Regions from separate parts of the Mus musculus genome. Here all the other regions are linked to region 1. Evidence: chromatin contacts called from public promoter capture Hi-C data. All regions are on one chromosome and are shown on one strand. The core of a region is the stretch at or near the end of the contact, and the rest is flanking DNA. Distances in the headings are between cores, read along the strand shown. Region 1 holds the start of Dmkn (dermokine). Region 2 holds the start of Alkbh6 (alkB homolog 6). Region 3 has its middle 13 kb from the start of Fxyd3. Region 4 holds the start of Fxyd5 (FXYD domain-containing ion transport regulator 5).

Evidence for each region. Promoter capture Hi-C pulls out the DNA fragments that hold promoters and counts their contacts.
Region 2: a contact with region 1 is called in a promoter capture Hi-C map of embryonic stem cells. The contact joins the promoter of Alkbh6 here to the promoter of Dmkn in region 1. A contact is called at or near these places in 5 of 39 promoter capture datasets (the C10 cell line, cranial neural crest, embryonic stem cells and 2 more).
Region 3: a contact with region 1 is called in a promoter capture Hi-C map of hematopoietic stem and progenitor cells. The contact joins the enhancer-like site here to the promoter of Dmkn in region 1. A contact is called at or near these places in 16 of 39 promoter capture datasets (the C10 cell line, the HPC-7 cell line, HPC-7-derived erythroid cells and 11 more), 3 of 484 Hi-C or Micro-C datasets (bone marrow-derived macrophages and embryonic stem cells) and 3 of 9 other capture datasets (adipose tissue, liver and macrophages).
Region 4: a contact with region 1 is called in a promoter capture Hi-C map of liver. The contact joins the promoter of Fxyd5 here to the promoter of Dmkn in region 1. A contact is called at or near these places in 16 of 39 promoter capture datasets (the C10 cell line, the HPC-7 cell line, cranial neural crest and 10 more), 1 of 115 datasets of contacts at active chromatin or transcription factors (pro-B cells) and 3 of 9 other capture datasets (adipose tissue, embryonic stem cells and liver).

The regions. Positions count from the first base shown.
Region 1 is chr7:30,762,356-30,765,100 of GRCm38.p6, forward strand. Dmkn (dermokine) reads left to right here and starts at 1,401. Exons shown (of 20, transcript NM_001166173.1): 1 at 1,401-1,946; 2 at 2,161-2,337; 3 at 2,436-2,492; 4 at 2,696-2,745. The coding sequence starts at 1,569.
Region 2 is chr7:30,307,390-30,310,134 of GRCm38.p6, forward strand. Alkbh6 (alkB homolog 6) reads left to right here and starts at 1,364. Exons shown (of 7, transcript NM_198027.3): 1 at 1,364-1,445; 2 at 2,092-2,170; 3 at 2,597-2,665. The coding sequence starts at 2,117. It overlaps Clip3 (CAP-GLY domain containing linker protein 3), which reads left to right. Exons shown (of 14, transcript NM_001360763.1): 14 at 1-978.
Region 3 is chr7:31,088,464-31,091,208 of GRCm38.p6, forward strand. No RefSeq gene overlaps it. Among named protein-coding and RNA genes, the nearest start is that of Fxyd3, 13 kb to the left of the region's middle. Within about 2 kb of position 1,413, at least 99 of the 459 cell types and tissues checked have an H3K27ac peak or open chromatin away from gene starts, as enhancers often do. A contact at or near this core is called in the HPC-7 cell line, adipose tissue, bone marrow-derived macrophages and 2 more, where this site is marked.
Region 4 is chr7:31,040,931-31,043,675 of GRCm38.p6, forward strand. Fxyd5 (FXYD domain-containing ion transport regulator 5) reads right to left here and starts at 1,401. Exons shown (of 9, transcript NM_008761.4): 1 at 1,160-1,401; 2 at 467-527. The coding sequence starts at 527. Fxyd7 (FXYD domain-containing ion transport regulator 7) reads right to left here. Exons shown (of 6, transcript NM_022007.1): 6 at 1,585-1,974. The coding sequence ends at 1,952. All of the region lies in intron 2 of Gm38984 (a long non-coding RNA gene), which reads left to right.

The sequences.
Region 1 (2,745 bases), core at 151-2,650:
TATAGAAAGCCTTTGACAAACTGGAGCTTGATGACAATAATAATGATGATGATGATAATATTGTTATTATTATTACTATTATTATTACCATCACTAAAACACCAGCAATGGAACAGCAGGGAGGTGGAAGTGGGGGACAGTCAGGAATGGTGTTTATATGCAGAGAAGTGTTAGATGTTACAAGTTGGGGTGCGGGTGTTGGGGTGGGGAGAGACTGACTGAGAGACGTTGAGAAAGGTAGATGGAAACTGGCCCCTCCTAACTAGGTGATGAAGCCCAGTGTTACAAGTCGGTTCCAAGTGGGAGGGCCTGGGGCTCCTGGGAACAGAGAAGCAGTCACACTTGTCGAACAGGGACAAGATATGGGGAGGATGCTTGGGTTTCCCCATTGGAACTGTGACCAGTGGTGAGGGCCACGAGTACCGGTGTGTGTGTGTGTGTGTGTGTGTGTGTGTGTGTGTGTGTGTGTGTGTGTGTGTGAGAGAGAGAGAGAGAGAGAGAGAGAGAGAGAGAGAGAGAGAGAGAGAGAGAGATATTTTGTACTGATCCCTCTTTCCTCACCAGGGCTGCCCTGGCCCCTGGAAGGCTTCGGGCAGTGAGCAAGCAGCAGTACAGTGGCTGTGAGCTCTTACAGGCACACATGTCTTTCCATGCAGGTAAACAGGATGGGTGTCTAGGTCAGCTTCTCCCTCCCCTGGTCTTCCCGCCTACTCTTGCCCTGGGGGTGACTGACCCTCCCAATTCCCCTGCTCCGCACCCTGGGCTCCTGAACTCTCAGTGCCTGAACCCTTCCTTGTCACTAACAGAGGTATGCCACTCCTTCAACACCAGGGTACCCAGAACCTCAGAACTTAACCACAGCCCTAGAATTCCCAGTGTCTGACTGCACTGTGGATGTGTGAGAGGACAGGCACCTGCAGGTAGAGGCATGCCAGGAGAAAGATGGGAGCTGGAAATGGTCACCTCTTTCCAGTCTTCGTGCCCCTGTGCATGCTGGCTTACCCGGGATGGGTCCTCTATCCTGTGGCTTTGCTCTCTTTATACCCTTGGGGTCTCACCTGTTTGTGAGCCCTGCTTCCTAAGTACCCCCACCCTGCCGCCTCCAAAAGACAACAACACCTATCTCCTTAGATGCTCCTGTCCCCACCCTGTGCCCCAAATTCCTGAGGTTAGGCAACTGGAACACTTTTGCATCCGTCTCATCTTATTCTTTCCCCTCCCTCCCGATGGCCTGCTCCGGAGAGCTCTCTCTGTTTCAACACAAGCTCTCGCTCACAATTAAGCTTCATTACCCTATCTGTGGATAGGCCCTGAGTCACTGGAGGAGGGATCTTAAGCGGCCCAGCCCTGTTACCTTTTCCCAACCTACAGTATAAGGGGTAGTGGCAAGAAGAAAGACTCTGGAAAGCAGGGAAGTCTGGGAACAGAGAGAGAAGGCTGTGGGTCCTGGGGAAGGAGAATAAGGAAGCAAGGAAGGAAAGGAAAAGGTCTCAGCCCAGAGGAAGAAAGAAGGGAACAAATAGACTGGGCTGCAGACATCCTCAGAGGAGAGAGGGAGCTGGGCAGAGATGAAGCTACAGGGCTCTCTGGCCTGCCTCCTGCTGGCCCTATGTCTGGGTGGTGGGGCAGCTAACCCGCTGCACAGTGGAGGGGAGGGCACAGGGGCAAGTGCTGCCCATGGAGCAGGAGATGCCATTAGCCATGGAATTGGAGAGGCTGTGGGCCAAGGGGCTAAAGAAGCAGCCAGCTCTGGAATCCAGAATGCCCTAGGCCAGGGGCACGGAGAGGAAGGTGGCTCCACATTGATGGGGAGCAGAGGCGATGTTTTTGAGCACCGGCTTGGGGAAGCAGCAAGATCTCTGGGGAACGCTGGGAATGAGATTGGCAGACAGGCTGAGGATATCATTCGCCAAGGGGTAGATGCTGTCCACAACGCTGGGTCCTGGGTGAGTGGCTGGGAAGCCGGGTGTGCGGACAGGGGGTGGGGGTGGCTGGGTCAAGAACCTGGAGATGGATCAGAGGGTGAAGAGATAGTTTCTATTGTTGTCATGAATCTTCTCTTTCCTGCATGGTCCCCCCTCCCCCTTCCTTCTCTCCCTGATGGTTCTGATTCCCTCTCTCATGGTTGTCAGACTAAGGACTGGTGTATTGTCTTTGCAGGGGACATCTGGAGGTCATGGCGCATATGGCTCTCAAGGTGGTGCTGGAGTCCAGGGCAATCCTGGTCCTCAAGGGACACCCTGGGCCTCAGGAGGCAACTATGGGACTAACTCTCTGGGTGGCTCTGTGGGTCAGGGTGGCAATGGCGGACCACTCAACTATGAAACCAATGCCCAGGTAAAGTCACTACCCAGACCCATCCCTCAACCCTGTTCTCTCCACCCCTCCTTATTTCTGGATCCTAAACTCGGTCTCTGGTCTCTGCCTCCATGCAGGGAGCTGTGGCTCAGCCTGGCTACGGGACAGTGAGAGGCAACAACCAGAACTCAGGGGTAAGAAGAAGTGTGCACGGGACACAGTGGCAGGGATGAATAGAAGGGGAGGAGGAAGGGGGGGAGAGTGGAGGTCACAAGCCAGGGAAGAGGGAGGGAACTGGAAAGGGGCAAGAAAGCCAAGCCACAGGCAGCAAGAGAAGCCTGGCCTGTGGAGGTCGTTTTGACATCTCGTCCCTCATGACATCCCCTTCCATCCACAGTGTACCAACCCCCCACCTTCTGGCTCCCATGAAAGCTTCAGTAACTCTGG
Region 2 (2,745 bases), core at 114-2,613, 460 kb before region 1:
CTGTTCTCACCCCTGAACAAGACACCCACTTAGTCGGCCCACTCACCCCAATTTACAAACACCAAAACCGTCCTGGAAGCATGAATTACAGGACAGCAAGTCTTCCTGCCCTCTGTACCCTGAGAAACCCCCAGTGCCTTGTATGAAGCCCACCCCACATGGCCCACAGTCCCTGTGCTGGCCAAGGCTCCCAGAAAATTCTCTATTTTTTAAAGTGATAACTTCCCCCCTTTGGGGGGAAATCCCCAAATTTGGAGGCCCCATTCTAGAACTCTGGGGAGTTCAAATTCCAGAGAGAATATATATTATATATGTCCCCAAATTTCCCATCCCTCCAAGCCCCACGATCTCTAGAAGACCCCAAATTTCTAATTCCCAGGACTTCCCTACCCAAGTAACAGAATCTTCAAATCCCCAGGGAATCCCAAACTTAAGACCCCAATCCCAAGCCCTCAGGAAACCCCAACTACAAGGTCCTAAGGACTGGGAGGAAGGACCCTGTTGCCAGGCTCTCAGGGCATCTCAAACCTGACTCCCAGGCACCAGGAGACCCCAAACAGGAAGTCCCATCTTTGGAACAAGGATAGAGGACTCTAATACTCTTAGTCCATGGATCATCTAATCTCTCAACCTCCAAATTCCATGGGCCCCAGCTTCAAGGGAACCCCCAAGTCCCAAATCTCTGATTACTAATATGTGCAGGGCCCCAGGGCTCTAACAGGACCCCAAGTCATGGAGTCCCTACTTCAATCTACCTTCCGGTCACAGGTCCAAGACACTAAATCTGAGTCATTGGCCCCAAAGGACTTCACAGCTCCTGGGCCAGACCAACAGCCTGCGGGAGAACCTGAGGGCCCCATAGGTCCAGAGCAGACCTGGGGCCCTGACCACCAAGGACAGCTCACGACTGCCCCTTCACTGCATGTCCCTAAAATCAGCATGACTCCTGTCCTCTTCAATAAAGACGTTTCTATGGCCTTCTTGTGTCAGGTCACTGGGGGGTTACTGCATTGACCCTGTGCCCTTGCTGGGTAAGAATGGCAGAAGGTTTGTTTGTTTGTTTAATGTCCTGTCCCTGTGTCAGTGACATAGGACTTACAACTTGACCTGCAGAAGGCTAAGCCCTTCACGCTCCTTTCCTGCAGTCGCCCTCGCTGTGGGTCTCAACTGAGTCCACAAGGACACGCAGGTCTGTTAGGTTCTGGAGTACTGATTGGTAGGAACCAGGCGAAGTCCCGCCTGAGTTTAGGACACAACCTATGCCTGAGCGAGGATGGCGGATGCTGAGTGAGAGCGTGGATAGGCTGGAGGGCGGGCCCTTAGGTTCTCTGAGTATGCCCAGTGGTCTAAACCTTCCTGCGTCAGTAATGCTTGGCGGAAGTGGCAGGGGGGGCGTGCGAGGATGCGCGCGTTGAGTCTGGATATCCGAGAAGACGCTGTAGACGGTCAGATTTATTTTGGGGAGAGAGGGGAGTCTTGGGGACGGGGGGAGCGGTAGGAGTGAGTGTCCAAAGGACTGAATGTGGAGGTCTAAGGCGACTCAGGGTGAGAGCTCTAGGGGGCTCAGTGTGGAATCCTGACACTCAGGGTCTGAGAGGTTCTACAGGGGAAGAAACTTTGGCAATCTGGCTCAGATCTGAGGGTGCTGAAGTGGGTTCTGAGTGGGGAGATAAGAGGAAGCTGGGAGTGGACAAGTCTGAGAAAGCTCAGAATGGGAGATGTGAAGGAGCCGAGGTGAGAGGAGGGAGGGTCTTTAGGCTCGGAGGGACCTGTGCTTACGATTGCATTCGAGAGAGGCTTCATGTGTGGGCGCGTTCTCTGTGATGCTTGGGAAGAAGATTCACGTATACTTTGGTGGGCAACGGTGGACAGAGCGATGGAGGATTTTACTGACTGCTGATATCCGGGCTGGGAAATGGGGGTCGCGGGACGGGGAGTGATCTTCGGGTGGCTTTGAGAAACTGAAGACTCCAGCGTTGAAGATTGGAGTTTATAGGAAGTCTGAGGGTAGGGTCTGGCCCCTAATGGGCTGGAAGGAAGGCTGGTCACAGCTTGAAGATAGGAGGCTTAGTGACTTCCTCCTCCCCACAGGACGGCGCACAAGGAGTTGGTATCCATGGAGGAGCAGGACGCCAGGGTCCCAGCACTGGAACCTTTCAGGGTGGAACAGGTTGAAAAGGCTGGGGTGTAGAGGAATGTGGGAACGATGGGTGTGAGGTGGGTGGAGTGACAGACTCATTCCTGGGTCTCTTGGTTGGACTGCCCCAGCTCTCCTCAGAGTATAGCCGGCTGCCCCACTTCCAATATGCAGTTTCATAGGCCATCCCAAGTCTCTCTCCAAAGGGAAAGGTTGCCCAGTCACGATAGGATCCCTGTGTTGGGCAAAGCTGTTCTTAACCTTGCTAGCGCTGGGACCCTTTAATATAGTTCCTCATGTTGTGGTGATTCTCCCCTCCACTATAAAATTATCTTTGTTGCTACTTCATAACTATTTTATGAATCATAATGTAAAGGTCTGTACTTCGTGATGGTCAGCAGGGGGTCGCGACCCACAGGTTGAGAACCACTGTCCCAACGGTAGTTCTTAATTTTATAGGCGCCACCTCTAATCTACTATGTCCCTGACTTCATCTCCAAGGAAGAAGAGGAATATTTGCTTCGACAGGTACCTCTTTCTCTCTCTCGCTCATTTTTAGCGTGTGTGTTTGTGTATGTGTGTTTGTTTCTGTGGTCACATGACATAAA
Region 3 (2,745 bases), core at 163-2,662, 330 kb after region 1:
GAGTCTCTTGTTCCCAGGCCACAGGACAAATTCAAGAAGGAACCAATCAAAACAGCCCGGGTACAGTGAACTGACGTTTGGAGTTCCTCAGGACTCTTTCTCTTGCTGGGGAGAAACTGAGGCTCTGCCAAGCATGTTCTGGGAGAGTTTGTTTGAAGGAGGAGCCAACAGGATGGGAAGCAATCCAGAGCCACCAAGGCAGCCGATGGTACAGTTGGAGCCCTTGAAGGAACCAGGGCTGAAATCCCACCCCCATCCATGAGAGGTGTCAACCCCTCTGACAGGTAGAAGGAGACAATAGGCATGGTGGAATCCAGAGCAGGTACCGCTTGCCACAAGCTGTCAGGTGTCTCCTAGGCTGCATGCTGAGGCTGTGCACTGGCCCCACTGGGCATGCCCAGAATCTCTACCAGCACACCAACCCCCAACAGTGGGATGCACACAGAGGTCATAGATACAGGTTGCCGTGTGGACCGATGTACCAGCCAGCTCAATGGCAAGCCTGGGTAGGGAGGCAGTGATACACATCCTCCCCATTGTGGAGCTCAGAGGATTAGGCTGTGCAAGCAACTGGCTTGTGAAGCTGGGGGTATTGGAGATGTACATGATAGAGATAGCCCGTATGGGAGCAGAGGGCATCTCCCATGTCCCTACCCAGGCAAAACTGGGCATGAACATAGGTATCATATTTCATGGCAGATATGGCATGACAATAGTCACAGAGGACTAAAAAGCCAGTGTCAGTCTGCAACACTCTCCTCAAGGCACCGAGGTGAACATATCAAGGCCACTCTCTTAGTTAGGGTTTTATTGCTGGGAAGAGACACCAGGACCAAGACAAATCTTATCAAGGAAAACATTTAATTGGGGCTGGTTTATGATGGAAATGGAGGTTTATTCTCTTATCATCATGACGGGAAGCATGGCAGCACACAGGCAGACGAGGTGCTGGAGGGGTAGCTGAGCATTCTACCCCATGATCTGCAGGCAGCAGAGGGAGACTGTGTCCCACACTGGGATTAGCTTGAGCATAGGAGACTTCTAAACCCACCCCCCACAGTGACACACTTCCTACGACAGGTCACACCTCCTCCAACAAGGCCACTCCCTATGGCCAAGCATTCAAATATATAAATTTATAGGGACCAAACCTATTCGTCCCTCCACAGCCACCAATAGAATGTAGAGGATAGGGCTGTGCCCTTATCAGACTCCTGGGACAGGCCCGACACTCCCTGCCTTAGTTACCTTTCTAAGCTGTGATAAAACACCATGACCAAGGCAATTTGTAGAAGACAGGGTTAATTTGGGCCTCTGGGTTCTAAAGGGTTAGGGCCCTTAATGTTGCAGACAGAGTGACAACAGGGATCAGAATAGCAGCCACTGAGATTTCACTGCTCACACTGAAAACAGGAAACAGGTCACATACAGGAAACAGGGCAAGGTTTTTGAAACCTCAAAGCCTGCCCTACAGTGACATACTTCCTCCAGCAAGGTCACCTCTCCTAAATCTACCCAAACTGTCAACTGGGGACCAAGCATTCCGATGCCCAAGAATTAGGGACTTTTCGTTCAAACCACCACACTCCCCTAGAGCCTTTGGGCTGTGACCCTGCCTTCTTTAGACTGGCTTTGCTTATGTGTGTTAGGAAGGAAACAGAAATCTTGTCAAGAAAGCTTTTGGTTGGGAGCGTAGTTCCGTGGTAAAGCTCTTGCTGGCCTAGTTGCCCACAAGGTCTCAGATCTCATCCCTAGTATCTTGCCACCCCCCCCCCAATTGTGATGGCGCATGCTTATGCCATGCAGTGAGACTCAAAGGAAAGGAAGGGGCTGGAAAGATAACTCCGCAGTTAAGAGCATGCATTGCTTTTTGCAAAGAACCAGAATTTGTTCCCAACACCCAAGTTGGGCGGTGAATGACTGCCTGCAACTTTAACTCCAATGGATCCAATGCCCTCTTTTGACCATTTTAGGCACTGCACTCATATGCACACACACACACACACACACACACACACACACACACACACACACACCACATAAAAATAAAATAAATCTCAAAAAAGAAAAGAAAAACACACCATGCCTTTTCCAGTTAGCTCTCTCTGCTTCCTACTTTTGGATCAGGATGTAAGCTCTCACCTTCTGCTCCAGTGCCATGCCTGCCTGCCTACCTGCCCGCTGCCACGCTTCCCACCATGATGGTCAAGAACTCTAACCTGGAACTGTGGGTCATGGATTAAACATTTTTTTTCATAAGTTGCTTTGGTCCTAGTGTCTTACCACAAGGTAGACAAATAACTAAGTTCTGGGGCTGTCAGGCTTTCTAGGGCTGGCTAACATCAACCCAGAAGGACACCAGGGCAGCCCCACAGCGTGTATTTCTACCTCTTCTCTAACATCAGCAGCAGCAGGGCAGGGGTGAGGGTGACTGACAGCTTAGGGGAGGGTCTCTGAGGGTTCGATGACCCTCACCAACCATTGCCACATATCCACTACGATGCCTAATCTTTTAAAATTATTTTAAATTTTATTACATTGTGTGTGTGTGTGTGTGTGAGAGAGAGAGAGACAGAGAGACAGAGAGACAGAGAGAGACAGAGAAATAGAGAAACAGAGACACTAAGGATTAAACTAAGACACATGTTAGGCAAGCATTCTACCACTGAGCCACGCCCCCAGGCCCTCACTTGGGGATTCTAGGCAGGGACTCTACCACTGTGCCACGCCCCCAGTGTGCATGTG
Region 4 (2,745 bases), core at 151-2,650, 280 kb after region 1:
CAGAACTAACTGCCCACCCACCTGGGCACTTTTACAAGTACTTTCCAGGCCAGAGTGAGGGTCTCTGAGCCCCAGCTTGGACCCCTTTGCCCAACTGTATTCTCAGAAAACCCATCAGTTCTGCTTTGCCTGGAGCCTGGGGTTTCCTGGCGGCCGAGTAGAAAACTGACACCAATCTCCCAGCCAAGTCAAACTCAGCAAGTTCTTCTCAGAGGTGAAAGGGAGGATGCTCAGCAGGACAGGCTCCAGTCAGACCCTCTGGATCACCCGAGCTCAAAAGTGTCCAAAGAGGGTGCTACCCAGAGCCTGCCTCGCCAATCCCACTTCCTGGTGCTCGCTCACTCGGTGGGGGTTGGCGAGGGAGTAGAGTGAGAAGATGGTACCCAGTATTTGAGCTTTGCAATCACCCATCTAGCTGCCTCCTGGAGCTGGATTGGGGCGAGGGGTGGTGGTGGTGGTGTCTTACCTCTGCTGGGCAGAATCAGGGCGACAATAGTGAGGAGACACAGGCGACTGGACAGTGACATCTGTGGGACAAGCTGAGGCAAAGGTAAGGCATAGCCCCTCCGCACCCTCCCACCCCCTCGCAGCCTCTTTGGAGCAGGCGTCTGGTCTCAAGGACCCTCTGGTATCTGCCTTTGGGGAGAGATTTTTTTTTCCGTCTCAGGCCACCATCCCCTTCTTCCAGGAGCTGATCCCCAAAGAAAGCCAGAAGCATCAGGCGAGCCTGGCTTCCTGACACCCCTGAGGCAAAGATGCCGCTCCCTCCTCCTAAAGCTGGAACTGATCCTCCCGACCCATGGTTCCTGAGTGGAGGAAGCCAGTGGCCCGCTGTGTCTGCTCCCTCGAGGGCAGGAGCCCAGAGCAGCGGGGCCAGGAGGGGAACAGGAAGGGTGACTAACGCAGGGCTGCTCTCAAAGGAAAAAGTGAGCTGGTGTCCGGCTGCCCTGCAGGCACCACCGCGCCCAGCACCCGTGATGGGCAGATCATAGAGGGACCTGTCTGCCCGCAATGGAGGCGCTCTAGGGAGACTGAGGCAGAAAAGGTGCCCACAGAGTGAATACGAGGCAGAGAGGCATCGAGATCCTTCTCTTCTCCTCCCAAGCAGCTTCCCACCTGCGTGTGTGGCCCAGAGCAATAGAGCAAAAGAGGGACTTACATCTGAGCCGGAGATCTCCAGACTGAAGTGTCAGAGTACCGCGTGGGAGCTGCCTCAGGGTGGAGGGTGTGGCCACGGGCGGGCGCGGACGCAGGCAGGCGGGGACCAGAGCGTCCCAGTCATTTCCTCTCTCGTTTCCAGGCCCCACAGGCAGGGGTGGGAGCTGGGGAGGAGGAGGATGGTGGGGGACTGAAGGCGGTGGCCTCCACTCGAGGATCTGAGGGACGCAGATGGGGGCAAGGTGCAGAGAAGGGAAGACCCTTGGGTGAGGTGTGGAAGGAAGGATGTAATGAGAGGGAGGAGACCCTGGAGGGAGGAGGAGGAGGAAGAGAAGGAGGGGGGAGTGGGGAGGGGGGAAAAGGACAATCAACTCAGCCTCCCACCCAGTCCTCTGGTGCCCACAGACGACAATACACAGACAGAACGGGGGGAAAAAACGAATGCACATTTATTAAGCTCAAGATGTGGACCCTGAGGGGAAGCTGGGAAGGTCCTGGAGAAGGAGACCAGGAGATGCAGGAGGGAGGGACACTAGGATCCCAGGGGACTGGGGATGGACTCCTGGATCCCAGGAGCTGGAGGCCTGAGTCTCTGGGTCTAGGGTACAAATAGGATCGTTGTTGCCAAGGCCTGGGGAGGGAGAGCGGGGTGCATTGGCTCCGGCCTTGGGGTGGGTCTGGCGGCTGATTGGGGGCACACTCCCTGGCGCCAGGCTGGGTCCCCACCGCCTTCTCTGGGTCCTCTGGTTCCTGCACTCTGGCCAGGGACAGCAGTGGAAATCTGCAGAGGATCCTACACACCGCCACCTCCAGGGGCTAGGAACAGAAGAGAACTCAAGTTACTGACCTAAGGAGGGAAAGAATCAGAGTCCAAGGATGGCTGCCCTTTAGCTCTTGGGGGATCCTCATGTCTTCCTGACTCCTGATATCTGGTCACTGCAGGGAAATCTTCATAGCTACTGTCTGCCCCATCTCAAGCAATGGAGAAAGGGAATCCAGCTGTGGTGGACACCCAAGGCTGACCTGAGTGTTTTGGGAGGCTTAAAGTCTCCTTGGAAGAGCCCCCACCTCATGCTATACTCCAGGCTTCTTTTCTACATATGCTCCAGACAACCTAGGCATCTAGCAGGTGTCCTCCAGGACAGGCTACCTTTGTTCTTCTGCCCAGCTAAGGCTGGACCAAACACCTCCTTCCATCCTGCTCCAGCACCACAGAGAGATACCCGTGATGTTCTTAAATCTCATTAAGAATATATGAAACATGATGTAGTTTTCTCATGAAGTCTCCCCCATTTATACTTAGTTCTTTAAGCACTACTCGTTGTCATAAGTTTATTTTTTTTCTCCCATTGAGACAGGGTTACTCTGTGTAGCCTTGGCTGTCATGGGACTCTCTGTAGACCTGCCTGCCTCTGTCTCCTACTAGGACTAAAGGCATGCACAGCTCCCACCTGGCTGTCATAAGATTTTAATGGGAAGCCACCTCAATAGTTCACACCTGTAACCCCAGCACTTGGGAGGCTGAGGCAGGAGGATGACTCTGAGTGTAAGCTTGGCCTGGGCCACACAGTGAGTTCTTGCACAGCC